2 separate regions of the Pan troglodytes genome follow, and region 2 is linked to region 1. The links are chromatin contacts, called in public Hi-C maps. All regions are on one chromosome and are shown on one strand. Each heading gives the region's core, a stretch centred on a gene start, on an enhancer-like site or on the middle of the called end of the contact. The rest is flanking DNA. Distances are from core to core; before and after follow the strand shown.

The links. A called contact is a pair of places that touch in the nucleus more often than the background predicts.
Region 2: a contact with region 1 is called in a Hi-C map of stem cell-derived neural progenitor cells, with 4 times the contacts expected there. The contact joins the enhancer-like site here to the promoter of RPS19BP1 in region 1. A contact is called at or near these places in 1 of 7 Hi-C or Micro-C datasets (stem cell-derived neural progenitor cells) and 1 of 1 datasets of contacts at active chromatin or transcription factors (stem cell-derived excitatory neurons).

The regions. Positions count from the first base shown.
Region 1 is chr23:41,529,576-41,532,465 of NHGRI_mPanTro3-v2.0_pri, forward strand. It overlaps RPS19BP1 (ribosomal protein S19 binding protein 1), which reads right to left and starts at 1,396. Exons shown (of 4, transcript XM_515142.6): 1 at 1,218-1,396; 2 at 926-1,054. The coding sequence starts at 1,269.
Region 2 is chr23:42,178,881-42,181,770 of NHGRI_mPanTro3-v2.0_pri, forward strand. The region is part of intron 4 of TNRC6B (trinucleotide repeat containing adaptor 6B); the gene reads left to right. Among named protein-coding and RNA genes, the nearest start is that of TNRC6B, 140 kb to the left of the region's middle. Within about 2 kb of position 1,406, at least 4 of the 24 cell types and tissues checked have an H3K27ac peak or open chromatin away from gene starts, as enhancers often do. A contact at or near this core is called in stem cell-derived neural progenitor cells, where this site is marked.

The DNA of each region.
Region 1 (2,890 bases), core at 146-2,645:
ACCAGCCCCTCCAAAAGTCTTTATGTCTATTAAGTGACACTACGTCCCCCAAGAAACTAGGCTCCACCTTCACAGCCAATTCACCACTAAAACCCCTCTAAAGGCTGAAATTCTCTGCTGCCCCCTCTTCAACATATTTTCCACCTGCACAATTCTCTTGTTATCTCTGCTGCTATAGCCACTGCCCAGGCCACAGCATGTCCTATTTCAATGGAGTAGGTAATAGCAGCACTCTGGAGACACAATGCCTGGGCAGCCACAATGCCTGTACCACCTGGGCAGGTGCCTTTTTCTGAATCTGTAAAACGGGGGTGATAGTAGTATCGACCTCAAAGGGCTGCTGTAAGGATCAAACGAGCTTACATTTGTACAGCACTTAGAATCAGCACCTGGTACAGAGTGTTAGTGAATGTGTTTAAATGCTCCATCTTTGATCCTCATTCACTAGGTCACCTTTACCAGCCTTTATTTTTTCAAATTCTCAAAGGCAACAACCTCCTTTCTGACTCAGGACCTTTGCACATACTATTCTTCCTAGAATATTCTCCTACTTTTCACCTAGCTCACTCTTATACATCCTTCAGCTCTCGGCTGAAATGTCGCTTCCTCAGAGAAGGCTGACTTGGCCTAAGTCCCCATCAGAGTACCGTAGTCTTTTAATTCATAGGCTTCAATGCACTTAGCAATGACACACTGGGTTTGATATTCTTTGATGCTTCTCTCCCCACTAGGGCCGTAGTCCACGAGGACCAGGACGGTGGCGTGTTCTGTCACCTTCGTATGTCCAGGGCCCCGCTCCGCGCCTGGCACACAGTAGGTCTAGCAATACCGGGCGAACGCTTCAAGCCCTGCCTCAAGCGCCACCTCCTCTGGGGCGCAGGTCCCAGCACCGGAGGCAGCACTTTCAGCCCCTTCCCGAACTTACCCAGTGCCGACTTGGGCACCTTTCCCTTGGCCGAGTTCCGCAGTTTCTGGGCCTGAATTGCCTTCGTCTTCCGGGGCCGTTTCACCGGAGCCCCTCTCGGCTTGGCCTGACCTGGAGGGTCCCGGGGGGCTGTAGGGGAAGAGAGAGGAAGAGACCCAGGTCAGAGGGCGCGCAGCGTTCCCATGCCACTGGGGCTAAGCCCGGCCTGGATTGTTTTCCATCCAGGGCTCCCGCCCACAGCCACTGCCATCCTCCTGCCCGCGCCGGACGTCCCCTGGCCAGCCCTCCTCACCCTCGGACGCCGCCAGCAGCTCCAGGCCACGCCGCAGCAGGGCGGCGGACATGGCGGCGCTTGGCTCCGCCCACGAGCCTCACACTACTTCCGACCTGGCAGTCCCTGTCGTCTCGGTGGAAACCCGAGCCCGAACAGAGGGTTCCGGAGGGGGATGGGCGGAAGTGCCCATCTTTCTTAGGACGCATGCGTTAGGGGTTTACACTTGAGCGGAAGAAGGGGCGGAAACTGGAGGCGGGTCCAAGGCGCAGAAAGACACATGTGTTATTCAATCCCAATCTACCTGGCTCCTGGCGCTCAGTCCCCTCCTTCCCCGGAAGTCGTCCGCAACCTGCTCCGCCGGGTTGGCCAATCCTCTCGGGTCTCGTGGCTCCGTGGCGGGCTAGGATGGGGACAGGGCGGAGTGTTTTTCATATACTTCAACCAGCACTAGGTATCGCACAGGTTGAGTGCGGCATGAGAATCCAGTTGTCTTCCCTTAAGCCAGACATTAAAGACATATCTTTGTTTTGAAAACTACAATTATTTCTCATAAAATACGTTATGTTACCAAGCAATGGGTTTATTGTCATTTTAAGTGAATTAATGAATATGTAAAATTTTTGTTTTAGTTTCTAGTATGACAAATATCAGTTGCCTACATACAAAAGTTCTTTGGGATCCTGAATTTTTTAAAATTTATTTTATTTAATTAAATTAAATTTTTTTTTGAGACGGAATCTCGCTCTGTCGCCCAGGCTGGAGTGCAGCGATCTCGGCTCACTGCAACTTCCGCCTCCCGGGTTCAAGCGATTGTTTTGCCTTAGCCTCCCGAGTAACTGAGATTACAGACGCCCGCCACCACGGCCGGCTAATTTTCTTTTTAAAAAATTTTTAGTAGAGACGGGGTTTTGCCATGTTGGCCAGGCTGGTCTTGAACTCCGGACCTCAAGTGATCCGCCCACCTCAGCCTCCCAAAGTGCTGGGATTACAGGAGTGAGGGGATTCTGAAGTTTTAAATGTAAGAAGCTTCTTAGACCAAAACATTTGAGCCCCTCTGGCCTAGAAGTGACACTGCTTACCTGGGGGAGGAGCCCTGGGCTTGTTCGCTGCTCCATCTGCAGCTGGCAGCCCAGCACCTGGCATGGAGAAGACACGCAATAAGTGAACGGTGAATCAGAAGGGACCACTGGGTTCACTCAGCCGGGTTCTGAGGGCCTTCTGTGTACTTGACACCACAGAGTGTGGGACCTGGAGTTCGTCCTCCGGGATAGACCACACCGTTTAAGCTCCATCGGCTAGATAGTAATAATAACAACCAACACAAACTCAAGCATTTGTGCTGTTCTACGTGCTTTACATTTGTTAACTTGTTTATCCCCCCTACCCTTCCAGGTAGGAATTGTCTTTTGCATTTTACAGACGAGGAAACAAACACAGAGAGGCGAAGGTCACACGGGTGGAGTCAGGGGTGGGAGTTAAGACTGGCAGCCTGGCCGCAGGATTTGTGGGGGCGCTCCTGCCCCAGCCACCAGGGAGAGCAGTGTTGTGGTGCTGGGTGGGGCCTGTCAAGCCATGGGGTCAGGTAGGCCCCTGGAGGGTGAGGAGGAGCTGACCATGTATGGGCAGCGGGGATTGTTCTAGGCGGAGACCGCTGTAGCGAGGACCTATCCCCTGTGACACACTAGTGGCCC
Region 2 (2,890 bases), core at 156-2,655, 650 kb after region 1:
AGGTCAGGAGTTCGAGACCAGCCTGGACAATATGGTGAACCCTTGTCTCTACTAAAAATACAAAAAAACTAGCCGAGGGTGGTGGCGCCTGCCTGTAATCCCAGCTACTCGGGAGGCTGAGGCAGGAGAATCGTTTGAACCCAGGAGTCGGAGGTTGCAGTGAGCCGAGATTGTGCCACTGCACTCCATCCTGGGCAGTACAGGGAGACTCCGTCTCAAAAAAAAAAAAAGAAAAAAGAAAAAAGAAGCCAAATAATTACCCCATTTAATAATTTTTAGTTATTTAGATATTAGACTTCTTTAAGTGGAACTTGTTTCTGTCTGGTGGCTGGGGAGAGGGACAGCATATGCTAATTGTTTCTCTGTACAGTATTGTTCGTGGATTTACTCTAATCCCACTTTCCTCACCTGCTTCTTGTGATTAAGACGGGTGTCGGGGTTAGGGTGGAGTGAATTGAAGCCACTTGGCCAGAAAAGGGATTTATTTAACTCATGGCAGTGACATCTTAACATTGTTTTCTTCTTTCCTTTCCATCATATATTTATTCAGCAGTAATTTATTAAGCACTGATGTAGGTGCTGGGGCATCTAAGAATTAATTTGGCCCATTGCCTTCAATAGTTTGGTTCATGTGGAAATATTTGCCATCTGGTGACTAACTATATAACTTACTGCTTTAGGTTATGACTGAGATAACTCCTTAGTTATCTTTTCTGATAATCAGGGAATGAGTGGTAATTTTTTGCTTCTGGTAGTTTTGGAGACTTCATTGAAGGTTTGACTTGATAGTCACTTTATTAAACATTGTCTTTAGCTCTGTGCACTATCTCTTCAAAATTATCTTTTGCATTACCTCTGAGAACTTTGCAACCTGGAATTGCCTTCCTAGTTATTTTATCACATCCTTCAATTTTACTTTTTTAACACTCCTAAATTGTATCACCATCTGAAATTATTTGTGTATGGTACGTCTCCACAATACTATCCGGTTTCCTGAAAGCAGAGACCTTATCTGTTTTCCTCACTGTTGTATCCCCAACATCTAGAACAGGGCTTGGCAGGAGTAGATGTTGAGTGAAAATGTGTGAGTATAAGGTCACCAGGACTCACTGTGTGACGATGGTAGGCTCATTTCCTCACCAGCAAAATGGGGATAATATATTGTTGCGACGCATAAAGGAAATGCTATATGTGAGGGCTAGGCACCTAGTCTTGTTGCTTAGTAAGTGTTTCCTTCCCCTTTGCTGTATCTCCCTTTGTTGAATGAACCAGAAAGGCTTTTATGGCCCCGCAGAATGGCTCTGTTCTTTCTCATGGCTACCAGGATCATGAAGCCTGTACAGTGATTGCACAGAGCTTTAGCCTGCACAAGGACAGGAGCAGCACGGAGCCTTTTCTTTTTATTCAAGTCCCTACATTCCTGTGGTCTGATGTCGTCTCTTCATAACTCTCCAGTTTCCTTCAGGCTGTGCCTCTGTGTTGTATCCACGTTTACTTGGCTGTTTTTCATACATTCTGTGCTTTGCATCAGAAGGTTCTCAGCAATTTCAAATGAATTGGTCTTAGAGTTTACAAGGCAAAGGAGAACATTGAATACAGCGTTTTCTCCCTCATTGTGATTATTCTGGGCCCACACATGTAAATTCTGTTTATTTGACCAAATTATTACTAGGTTTTTTTTTTTTTTTAATATGAGATGGAGTCACTCTGTCGCCCGGGCTGGAGTGCAGTGGCGTGATCTTTGCTCACTGCAACCTCCGCCTCCTGGGTTCAAGCGATTCTTTTGCGTCAGCCTCCCGAGTAGCTGGGATTACAGGCGCCTGCCACTACACCCAGCTAATTTTTTGTATATTTTAGTAGATACAGTGTTTCGGCATGTTGGCCAGGCTGATCTCGAACTCCTGACCTTGTGATTCACCTGCCTCGGCCTCCCAAAGTTCTGGGATTACAGGCATGAGCCACCGTGCACAACAGCCAGTTTTGACTCAATGGGCAAAATGAAAATTTAGGTCCATTGCCCACTTTATACAATGCTGTTGAATTAATATGGGTGACAGAAAAATGGCTTTCATTCATTGACGTTGGAATTTGTTTTTTAAAAAACTTAGAAAATGATCTGTTTACTCATTCATTCTGCAAATAATTACTGAGTGCTTTTCACATGCCAGGTGTTGATAAGTACAAGTACAAGCCTAGCAGTAGTGTGAAGATTTTCTCCAGACACGACTGCTGAAGTTAGAGAATAGATGCAAGGGGCTGGCTGGTGCTCAGGGTGTTGGGGGGTTACAAAGGGTGGACACCTAGAGAGATAACAGCTTCTGCAAAGACCACGGGGCACTAGTGGACATTGGCATATTTGGGGAACAGCATAGAGAGTACTTTGACATGGTTGGAGTGTCGTGTGCTTAAGGGAAGAAATAATCTGAGAAATGAGAGGTAAGCTGAAAAACTAAGCCTTGACCAGATGCAGAAGAGTGTATAAGCCACGTTTGAAAGTCTTTTTCCTGAGAACAGTTGAAGGGTTTTAAGTGGGAAAGTCACTTGTTCAGATTGGATTTTTGAAAGACGATTCTGGTGTGTTGTGGAAACTGGCTGGGACATTGCACGTAAGACCAGATGATACTGTAGTAATCTCAGGTCATAGTGGCCTGGACTGACAACAGAGTTGGGGACAAATGAATGAGTTCCAGAGGCATTTAGGAAGATTTCGGAGGAGTTGGTCATTGGGTATGAGAAGATGGGGTTGGAGAAATGTAAAATAACACCTGTGTCTCTGGCTGGCTTCTTGTGGGAATGGTGCCACCATTCGTTGAGTTAGGGTGCATTTAGATGAGGCACAGGTGTGGGGTTGAGATTATGAGTTCAGTTTTGGAATCGTTGAATCCTGAGA